Regions from separate parts of the Mus musculus genome. Here region 2 is linked to region 1. A link is a contact called in public Hi-C data. All regions are on one chromosome and are shown on one strand. Each heading gives the region's core, a stretch centred on a gene start, on an enhancer-like site or on the middle of the called end of the contact. The rest is flanking DNA. Distances are from core to core; before and after follow the strand shown.

Evidence for each region. A called contact is a pair of places that touch in the nucleus more often than the background predicts.
Region 2: a contact with region 1 is called in a Hi-C map of cerebellum, with 2.1 times the contacts expected there. The contact joins the enhancer-like site here to the promoter of Ufl1 in region 1. A contact is called at or near these places in 4 of 39 promoter capture datasets (hippocampal neurons, liver and stem cell-derived epiblast-like cells) and 1 of 484 Hi-C or Micro-C datasets (cerebellum).

Annotation. Positions count from the first base shown.
Region 1 is chr4:25,278,820-25,284,892 of GRCm38.p6, reverse strand. Ufl1 (UFM1 specific ligase 1) reads left to right here and starts at 3,072. Exons shown (of 20, transcript NM_001355512.1): 1 at 3,072-3,217; 2 at 4,125-4,270; 3 at 5,519-5,547. The coding sequence starts at 3,141.
Region 2 is chr4:25,996,491-26,002,563 of GRCm38.p6, reverse strand. No RefSeq gene overlaps it. Among named protein-coding and RNA genes, the nearest start is that of Gm24965, 59 kb to the right of the region's middle. Within about 2 kb of position 2,278, at least 2 of the 459 cell types and tissues checked have an H3K27ac peak or open chromatin away from gene starts, as enhancers often do. A contact at or near this core is called in cerebellum, where this site is marked.

The sequences.
Region 1 (6,073 bases), core at 1,823-4,322:
CAGACTGATTTCCAGAGTGGTTGTACCAGCTTATAATCCCACCAGCAGTGGAGGAGTGTTCCTGAGGACCCAACTATACCACTCCTGGGCATATACCCAGAAGATGATCCAACATGTAATAAGGACACATGCTCCACTATGTTCATAGCAGCCCTATTTATAATATCTAGAAACTGGAAACAACCTAGATGTCCCTCAACAGAGGAATGGATACAGAAAATGTGGTACATTTACACAATGGAGTACTACTCAGCTATTAAAAACAATGACTTCATGAAATTTACAGGCAAATGGATGGATCTAGAAAATATCATCCTGAGTGAGGTAACTCAATCACAAAAGAACACACATGGTATGTACTCACTGATAAATGGATATTAGGCAAAGAGCATGGAATCCCCAAGATACAACTCACAGACCACATGAAGCTCAAGAAGAAGGAAGACCAAAGAGTGAATGCTTCAGTCCTACTTAGAAGGGGGAACAATATAATCAAGGGAAGTAGAGGGTGGGAGGGATTTGGGAGGAAGAGAAGAAGAGGAGGGGTAAAAGAGGAGAATCAGGTATGGGAGGAGATGGAGGAGACGTACAGAGCGTCAGGAAATTGAACAGAGATGTGTAGCAATGGGGGATGGGGAGCTGGGGGTAGCCACAACCAGTCCCAGATGCCAGGAAAGCAAGAGGCTTCCAGGACCCAACAGGGATGAGATTAGCTGAAATGCCCAACAAAGGGGAGGGAGAACCTGTAGAGACCATATCCAGAGGTTAGGCAAGGCCCATGGTTGGGGCATGGGGCCACCTACTCATCTCCAAATTCTTAACCCAGAAGGGCTCCAGTCAAAATATAGAGACAAAGTGTGGAGCATAGACTGAAGGAAAGGCCATCCAGATACTGCCCCACCTGGGGATCCATCCCATACAGTCACCGAAGCCAGACATTATTGCTTATGCTAAGAAGTGCTTGCCGAAAAGAGCCTGATATTGCTGTCTCCTGAGAGGCTCTGCCAGAGCCTGACAAATACAGAGGTAGAGGCTCAAAGCCAACCATTGGGCTGAGCACTGGGTCCCCAATGGAGAAGTTGGAGAAAGACTGAAGGAACTGAAGGGGTTTACAACCCCATTGGAAGAACAATAATATCAACCAACCAGACCCCACCCCCACCCCTGAGCTCCCAGGTACTAAACCACCAACTATACACTTGGATGGCTCCATGTGTATGTGTAGCAGAGGATGGCATTGTCTGCATCAATAGGAGGAGAAGACCTTGGTCCTATGAAAGCTGTATTACCCAGTGTAGGGGAATGCCCTGGTGGGAAGGTAGGAATGGGTGGGTGGTAGGGGAAGCATCCTCATAGAAGCTGGGAGAGGGAAGGATGGGAGAAGGGAGTTCCAGAGGGGAAACCAGAAAAGGGGATAATATTTGAAGTGTAAATACATAAAATATCCAATGAAAAAGGAAAAAGAAAAGAAAAGAAAGGAAGAAAGAAGGAAAGAAATTCTCCTTTGAGAACTCTTGAGCCATGTCTACACACTATTCCAACAAGGCCACACCTCCAAATAGTGTCACTCCCTGGGTTAAGCATATACAAATCATCACATCAACCACGTACTTTATATCTTATAGCACTAGGAGGAAGGATGTCAAATGTTTAATCTTGGATAATATATGTTAGGTGTTTGATATAATGCAAATGTTATCCATGTATGCATATGTTCAAGCATCACAGTGTTTCATTGCTGTCTCTAATTTGTTTTTATGTCAAAAGACAATTTCTAAATGATTCCAAGAATGTGTAATAAATCCTGTACACACTGTAGCTAAAGACATCAACTATCCACAGACTGTCTGCATGTCAACATTAACAAGGTATTTGTACAACTACAGACAGCTATCATAAAATTTTATAAAGAATGGAATGTCAGCTCTCCAAATCTATACAAGTTCGTTCTTTAAAAGAATCTCCTACCCTTTAAAAAACAGCTGCGTAGTGTTTGCTCTGTTTAAAGTTCCTCTGTAATATCATATATTGGTCAAAAATTACTACCTCCCTCCCTCCCTCCCTCCCTCCCTCCCTCCCTCCCTCCAAAGCACTTAAAATGATGGGTGGGAAGATGCTTGAAGGTTAAAGTGCTCTCTGTGCAAGCATACAGACTTGAATTCAGAGCCCAAGCTCATCTTGAAACCTGGGTATGATCATCAACCTGACTGGGAGATGAAGCCAGGAGGAAACTCAGGGGCTGGCTGGCCAGTAAACCTACTTGATGGGAGGCTGGCCTACCTTTCTGAGAGAGTCTGCTTCAAAGGATAAGATGGAATGCCAAGCTTTATCATGGAGTTCTCTAAATTTAATCAAAGCTAGGCACTTCAGAAGCCAAATGGATTTATCTACTGGACGTGTTATATGGACTAATATATTTACATAGGAAAGAAGCAAAATATTCTTTACTAAGTACAATCAGCCTTCTGATTTCCCCATTGATTAAGATTGGAAAATGGTATGTGTGAATAAACAATGGCAGCAGTTATCTTGTCTAAGAAGTACAATGCCATTGCCTTCCCTAGTTTCACTCCCAGCAACGATTATTCCTTTGTCCGAGTAAATAATAATAATAATAATAATAATAATAATAATAATAATAATAATAAGCTTTAGAACACATGAACTGAAGTCCATGGCGTTTGCTATACCCAAATAGATTCATTTTGGAAGAACAAAATTCAAACTGATGCAGTAGTGTGGAACAAGTTTCTCTAAAACTGACTTCATTCTTGGCTCAAGTAAAAGCCCCATTCACTGTTCAAAGTGGATTAGTCACGGTTTGTAAGAGTCCCACAAAAGAAGTATGTCTCGTCCGCTCAGCAAGGGCGGAAGATCATTTGATGGTTGCTGGACAGAAACAGGAACCTTGCAAAAAGGATTACTGAGTCAGCATCAGCTTGGCTTTGTAGGAGTTTAGGAAGCCGCTTCCCGCAGGCCACGCCCAGCTGAGGGCGGAGAGCTCGGCAGTCGCGTTTCTGTTCGCGAATTTCCTTGACGCAGGTCTCTTGGCCCTCTGCGCGGTCCGTCCCGGGGTGCCTGCGGCAGGCTGAAGGCTGACGTGTCTGCCGTTTCCCTGTGTCGGGGCGAGCGGAGCAGTGATGGCGGACGCCTGGGAGGAGATCCGGCGGCTGGCGGCTGACTTCCAGCGGGCGCAGTTTGCAGAGTCCACGCAAAGGTGCTGGTTCCCTGCGGTGTGGAGCCGGCTTAGGCCCGGGACGCTGCCCCGCTCCCGCACTGCCTGCCGGAACGCGGTGGGACCCCGGAGCCGGTCTGCTGCGGCGGCTGTCGGTAGAGGCGCTCGCTGCCCGGCCTAGGGCGAGCTTGCAAAGTCCCCAGTGCAGCGCGCAGCAAGTAGTCTGTCCCTCCTCCAAATCCTTTTTACGTGCAGCCACAGATCTAAGCCAGGCCCACATGCCATCTGTCATATTTTAGGGACTCCGGGACACCAACTTTTCTACACTCCAGAAATGGGGGAGTGGCCGAATTACCCCGACTCTGCGCCCGTGATTACACATCGCATATATAAGGCGAATAGACTTTGTCTCCCTGTCAACGAGTTCTTGTAGTATTTTATTTCTCTTGGACCTAAACACAGTAGTCCGTTGATGCTGTTCTATAACATTGAGAGCTACAGACATACATACACTCTCACAACAAACAAACAACAAAACCCGGGGAAAAAATTTAGTGCAAGATGGCTGTGAGTAGCTAACATTATAGTACCTATAGTTCTGCTAAGCCACATGACCTGTCTGTACACCAACTGTACCAGTAAGGCCAACATACTGTGATTTTAAAGAAAAGTTTGTTTGTTTTCAGCTGGAAAATTTGATACTTGAAGGCAGGACTAGGAGAGAACATCTGTAGAATCATAATACAGTGACGTGTGTGAATTAAATAAATAATTCAAGGGAATATAAACCTACTCTCAAGTTTTCTTTTTAAATTACTCAACCAATATCATCATACTAATAAAGGACAGATTTTGTAATGTAGAAGTTACTCAAAATTTTGCTTTCAAATACCTGGGGGGGGGGGGGGCGGCATAGCAAGTACACTCTTAAACTCCTGGCTTCGCACAGGTTGTCAGAGCGGAACTGCATTGAGATTGTGAATAAATTGATCTCTCAGAAACAGCTGGAAGTAGTCCATACACTTGACGGCAAGGAATATATCACTCCAGCCCAAATCAGTAAAGAAATGAGAGACGAGCTACATGTCCGAGGTGGTAAGTAATTCCTCAGTGTCATGCTTTTGTCTTTACCGGATGTTTGAAGAAAATACATTAAATTAAAAATAAGTACTTACGTGGAGGTTATAGGGCATTCTCCTCAATGGCTCCTTCTTTCCTCTTTGTGTTGGGTATCAGATCCAGAGCACAAACTAGGCAAATACTACCCCTGAGCTGTAACCCTTCTCTACTGATAACTTGATGATCAGCCTTCATAGGATCATGCAGTCAACCTTCGTATGTTCATATGAACATAATCTTACAGGTTCATGCAAACATGACCTTAACTATTGCCACTTAACAAATACCATGTTTTTGTTGTATTGAATTAAATGTACTATATATGTGTGTATGTGTATATATACCATATATATATATATATATATATGTGATATATATAGTATATATGTGGTATATATATGCATATACATATATGTATATATGTATATATGTGTGTGTATATATATGTATGTGTGTATAATATATATATATACCCACACTTCATGACCTAGGGGTGAATACCTAGCTGCCAGTGATCAGGTACTTAATTATAAAGGAGAAATAGAGATTTCATAAAGTTTTAAGATCTCAAATATTAAAGCTGCATTACTAAGTTTAAGAAACTTTGTAAATTGATGTACTGTGGCCTGAGGCCCACCATATTATGAAGTGCAGTTAGCACCATCAAACGTAAAATATTGTTTTGCTTTATGTTTTTGAAATTTGAGCAATTGAGCAGACTGAGCAGTTTGACTGAAACAGAAACAGCCTGTCACTAGATACCACTTGGGTCTAGCCTGGGTGTTTTGTTTCTTTCTGCAGGAGTGCTAATAACACGTGAGCTGTGATTTGCATTATCTAACAGATCCTCTCTTGCTGATAGACACTCGTTTCAGTTTTGAGCAATGGGGAAATCATCTTAATTTAGCTGCAGGCATTTCCTCTGGTCATTTTAGCTGAGTTGATTTGTGAGAAGAATTGAAATTCCTTCCACGGATTTCTCCGCGTTGTGTCCTCTGATGTTCGTAATTGGTCTGATGTGATAAACACAGCTTGGAGAACAGTGTTGCCTGTGGCTTTAACCATGAAGATTGATCAGCGAGTAATCTGTATCTAAGTCCATCAGTTACTACTGAGGTCCTATGCCCTTCCTAGAAGGACTTAGAGCCATCAGCACTGTCGGTTAGAGTTGAACCTGTTCATCTGCACGTCCATGTAATTTCAATTCCTCTCTTTTGTTCAAAGGTCGAGTAAACATTGTTGACTTACAACAGGTAAATTTATAAAAATTTTGCTTTGATTTCTTAAAGCTTTCTTAATTTATAAATACTACGGATTTGTTGGGTCCATTGCTGAAAAGAGACACCATGACCAAGGCAACTCTTATTATAAGGGACAGTGTTTAATTGGGGCCGGCTTACAGGTTCAGAGGTTCAGTCCATTATCTTCATTGTGAGAAACATGACACCACCCCAGGCAGGCATGGTGCTGGAGGAGCTGAGAGTTCTACATCTTTGTTCTGAAGGCAGACAGGAGAAGACTGGCATCCTCAGACAGGCGGAAACTCTTTTCCCACCCCTACAGTAACACACACACACACCCCCACACACACACACACACACACACACACACACACAGATTGTTTTACTCGGTGTCCCTGTCTCACCTTGCCTAGAACTGGGTATATAGACCACACTGGCCTTGAAATCATAGTTGTTCTTCTGCATTATAGGTATCTGCCATGATACTCAGCTATCAATATTTTAGAGTAATTTCAAATTTATCTAAGTGATATGTAAA
Region 2 (6,073 bases), core at 1,029-3,528, 720 kb before region 1:
CCTTTCTCTTCCAGACTGCTCTTTCACAGCTATTTATATAGCCATTAATTTGGAATTAAACAGTCTATCCTTGCCTTCAGGTCAAGGGCAGGATTGGCTATCACAGTCTTGAAAATAGAGATAAGATGTCCCTCTGGAAAACAAATAACAAGTGCATGAAAGATTTGTGTTCAGTGAAGTGAGAGGTGCTTTCTTAAACTGCAAACCACAGTACCCACAGTGGATCCACATTTCACCTTTGGTATTGCCCAGTTGTAGCTGAAGTTTCCAAGATCATTCAAGGACAGCTGATCCTCTACTTTATGCATTTGTGATGGATAAAATGTCCTTGGTTACTGAGCCAGGACTTTTGAGTTTTCTCTATCTAGCATGCTGTCTTTTTAGCATCTAAATTGGATAAAATCTAAAACCCTAAGGAGTTCCTGGCACACTTCCGTTTTCTAAGTGAACTTTTCACATAACATTTATTTTTAAAACATTACTTCAACTATTGTCATGCATTTATAAAATAAATTGTTATTGTGTTTCTTAGTTGATTATGAACTTTCAAGGTTCATGCATTGTGTTGAAAATAGGGTCTGTTACTCTTTACATCTTTTCTATCTCTCTCTGAAAAGATTATCAAATTTTACAATGGGTTCTCAGACTTTCCTGTAGCCATAGATACTGTTATGAACTGAAAGTTTATTTCATCTTTTTGACAGGTTGTTTCATAGAAATGCTGAGATAAAAGTGTTCTCATTTTATAAGCATATGTAATGTTGGTCTTTTTAGAAGAAACATTTCATTAATCTTCAGATATTGAGAGACTGACCATTTTAAAATCATTTTTGAAATCGTTACTTATATATTTTGAAATCGTTATATATATCGTTACTTATATATTTTGAAATCGTTATATATATACATATACATACCTATATCTATACCTATACCTATACCTATACCTATACCTATACCTATACCTATACCTATACCTATACATATACCTATACATATATACATGTGTGCCAATGGGCATGCAGTTGCGCTCAGAGGAAAGAATATGGTATCAGATTTCCTTAAACTATAGTTCAGGAGGTTGTGAACCACCAGAAGTAGGTTCTGAGAACCTCCACAAGAGCTGCATTTCTCTTAAATGCTTAGCCAATCTCCATTGCCAATTTTTAAAATCTTATTCACAGACAGTTATTTTTAGTCCCCACTATACCACATTAACAACAGAAAACAGAACCACACTACTATTATTTCTCAAAGGTAAAGAGAAAATAATTACACTCCTTTGTTTTCTTGGCCTTGCCAACTTCTGCTATAATTACATAATTAGGAAATTATCTTAAAGTCAGTAAATCAGAGAAGGTGTAATGGAAAGACGGAACTAAAATTAATTGTGTGCTAACTATATCTACTGATACTATTATTAGTGAAAATATGTGAAAGAAATATGAATATTTACTCATCCTTCCATTTGCACACTTTTGTTCACTGTATAACATAAGCTCTGTGAAGAGATGTTTTGTTCTCACTAGGGATTTCCACAGTTCTGATGAGGAATTTGAAATGAGATTTCAATATGAAATATCTTAAATAATATACTCACTTTCTGGTTCTGATTCACCTTATCGACTCTATACATAGCACAATATGACCAACATACAAATTAACTGAACTTGTTTTCATGGGGAAGATTAGAAGACATACAAATAGTACAGAACTCCAATACAGTGCACCTATAATATGTGCTTTCCATACAAATAAGCATATATAGCGCTTCAATTTGCTTATAATTAAAAGGAAAGACATCTGACACGTTAATAATATGGGAAATGTTGAGATAAACAGAAAAAATTAAATCGTTTCATAAGGTCAATTGTATTTGAAATAAAAACAAAGCAGTTATTAATTTTGTGCTGACACACCAAGATCTGTCAACAAGCAATAAGAATCTGTTTACACCTTGGCAGATGGCTCCTCAGGCAGTTAACACAGCGGGAAACAGGTTTATAAAGGAACCTGCCAAACAAAATAGGGCAAAGCTAAACCATACTAGGAGGAGAGTTCTCTGCTTTATGCTCTCTCTTAATAGGGGGTGGGGGTGGGGGGGACATGCCTTATAGCAATGTACATCAAAAAGAGATTCTGATTAGAAATAGAACTTTAAATTAAACAAACATTGCAAATCCAATCTGAGCTTAAAAATCGATGCCCATAAATAAGAATCTTCTTGGCCACCAGTTATATGGGAGACATAAACACCTGCTTCCTATAGCAGCTGTCAATTTTAAAAATCAAGAAAGTTAATAAAACACAGAAGGAAACCCCCAGCAATAGGAGGCTCTGTCATGGGCTAATATAACTTGTTTTGTGGAGAACATACTATGGGTATAGAGGATGGTATGAAATCCCTTTACTTGTGTCTTGGTTTCCTTCTTAGGCACTGCTGATGTGTCTCCAAGTGTTTATACACTATTGTCTCCCCCTGAGGCCATTCCTGTCCTCTGTCATGTACTATCATATGTGACCTCACAACATTACTACATGGATAGGTAGTAACATTCTCCTATGTGAAACAGTCACTATAATTTTGTTAGCAGTAATGCCTTCCTGAATGAAAACATATAAAAGTTTCCTTTTTAGAAAAAAAAAATCATAAGTAAAAGCTAAAAGGTGATTGAACTTGCAAAACAACCCACCCAAATTTTAAAATACTTCAGTGATTTTCATGGACCTTGATTTTAAAATAAACTATTACACTGATAAAAATTGATGTTTAAATTCCTAACATAGACTATCTAATGACTTGACTGAACACATAGCACAGCCATTGACTGTACAATCTGAAAAGTTTAAGACAGTATGTAGTATAGAGCCTTGCTATTACCAAGTTCTTTTCCTTGAATAAAATCAGTCACCGGGTTATGAAAAGAATTCTCAGAGAAGCTGAAGCATGGTTTTACTTTCAAGAACATGGGTTCCTGAATATAATGATATATTCAACTCATACTAATTGTAGGCATAATATTGCTTCAAAGGAGGAATGTCCAAAGAATCACATTGGGGTCTGATGTAGGCATCCATAAACACCAACCTCAAACCAACATGCCCAGTTCTTCGCATCCTGCCATTTTTGCTGATTACTTTTATGGTTTTTAATCTGTCCTCTTCCTAAATAGGACAAAGAGTAAGTGTAATAAAAGAAGGTTCTGCTCTCAGATCTGCCTATCATTACAAAGAATTGTACATTTTCTCTCTTGTATATGACATCAAAATAGTATGTAACTTCTTCATAAAATGGGAGATCTTTTAAAAATCCATTCAGTTATTTAGAAAAAAAAAGCTTGTTGTACAAATGTCATATAATATTATTGTATTATGTAATTTTGTCATTAACCTGAACTAAATTCACAATGAAAACTTGGTCAACATTCAAAAGTCATAGTTCTTTCACTTTAGGAGAAAATACATGTTTTTTTTTCCTAAAGGTATTAAAGGCTATTTAACACACAACAGAATCCAGCTCTTACAAATTTCCGAAGAAGGCAAAATTCTACGGAGCTCATTTGTCAACATTTTCACAGAAATCCCTGATTAAATAAAATAGGGCAAGTTAGAGGCCAATAAGGTGACATGGAGAAAGTAAGACTGATGTTCTGCACCTTTACAGAAACCTAAAGCTCTGGGTAGTTTCCTTTCCCAGACAGTGAAGGCAGAAGGAAAAGTAGATTGACCGCAGAGAACTCTTAAAAAGTAAAACCATGGCAAGTTAGTTCATTAATAAACTAACAGATAGTAAATGTTTAATAGGTGTCCTCCAGGGACCCTTGTACTTTACTCCTGTGGAATTTAACATCTATGTGCCTGTGACTACACAGTTCAGTTCTAGAAATTACATCCTTGAAATAGTCATCACAACAAGATACATCAAAGTGAAACATTTTATCCTTCCTATGTTAAGCATCAGTTATCTCCATACCACCATGAGAGCAAATAGTGTCAGATAGCTTAAAAACAATTTAAACATTACATCATTAATTTAATTGTGTTATTCTGCTACATAGTAAAAAGTGTATGGGGCTTTTCATCTGCCCACCCAGACCTCAGAGATCAGGCTAAACAGTGAGGTAGTTATGTTGACTAAGTAATTAGTAAGGAGTGACTCTGCCATCCCCTGAAACATCTGTGCAAAATTGTTTCACTTCATGCCCATAAGCCAGCCAATGCTAATACAGACACCTGCTCTTCTCCTTGACATCACTTCTGATGCAGTGAATTATGCCTTCGTTGCTGGATCTGCTCAGATTGCTGGCCATTTAAAAGAGAGTAAATAAAAGGCCCCAGAGACGAATCTAGAAGGCTATCACCCTGAGCACACACTTGTTAGCTGATTTCTGAGTATGTTTTGATTGCCATCAGCCTGAAGTCTTCACTTCCTTCCTAAAGAAACCATTGTAGCATAGAAGATGGCTTCTTTGACTCTGAAAACAAATACTCTGATAAAGGAAAGACAATTCAGAGCCTGAATGTTATGTCATCTGAATCCCTTTGTTGCCACAGTCACTTTTCAGGCAACAGATTTCCAAGTAGTAGCACAAAGACGATATAGCCCTCCTTCCTGGCCATTGCCTCTCCTATTCATTACACATTCCCCACATTCCCAAAATAATATCACCTCTGTCGCTTCTGATATGCACTGGCAAGATTAATGCCATTAATGATGCACATTAATACATTAAAGCTGTAGACATAAGACTAAGACCTCTATGTCTTTACAGACAACTGCTTTGTAATGATATAGGAACAAAGAAAACAAAGGCTTACCCAGTTCACGAATACAGTATTTTTTTTGGGACTGAAATACACCTATTAATCTTTGAGTTATATATAATTTTAATTATTATGAAAGACTTGAGTAGTATCCAAATAACAAATGTTATATTGTTTCACACAAACACTCACTCTGAATATCCTGAATATCCTGAAAGAAAAAACAAACAAACAAACAGAAATGTTGGCTCAGGATAATTTTAATCTAAGATATAAAGAGTGCCTAACATCTTGACGTTTCAAAGACCTGTCCAGCATAAACAGACCTGTGTGAACTTCTTGGAAGAATCATAATCTGTAATTAAGGTGTACATTTGGGAGGACCACAAAGTAAATGATGACATTCAGGAAATCACTGAAGATTTTATGTTGCCTTTTAGGATAGTTTCATTCATTAATGTTTATATTTTGAAAATGTTTTCAATAAAGAAATTTGTAGTTTTTATTTTAAAAGGGTCTCTTCTGGGGTAACAAAGCCATGATTGTAATGGTATACTATATAATTATATTTGTTTATTATTTGATGGCTACATATCCATACTTCAAAATAAACTGCTCATGTTTTAAGTATGACCATTTCCCAGTGAAGTGTATTTTCCAAGGAGTATAAAGAACTGAAAATTGTGATTTTTATTATTCTTGTGAGATAGTTGAATTCTATTAGTAAAAACTATAAAAGACTATAGACAGTATTTTCTATATTATTAAAAGCATATACATGCAAATTTTTGCATAAAATTTCATATAAAACATTGATAAATAAACATAAAACATTCATAAAGAATAGTGTTTAAGAGCAAACTTAAGAATTTAAGAGCCAGAGCGGGGAGCCATGAAGCATGTCCTATGCCCTGTACTCCATTTTCTGGCCCGCAGCTCTGCCTGCCTTTCCAGGGAGCTACCTGCTCTGGGACAACAAGGTGACACTCACCCCAAATCCCTTGCTAATAGGTTCCCTTGGAGAACATTCAAAAAAAGAAAAACAAACAAAAAAGAGTAAAATTTGCACTGTCCCTGTGGTCCATTTTTTTTTGTCCAAAATTCCACCTGTATTCCTGGAGGCTTACCGGCACAAGAGCCAATAAGAATGGCTAATGACCAGGATAAAACACAATCCACAAGATTGTGGCTATAAGTCACTCTCAGAGCACAGCTATCCTATCACAACAAGCCCTGGATATTCTAACACAACTGAAGTACAGTAAAATGACCTTAGATCCAATGTTATGAAGATGACAGGGGCCTTTAA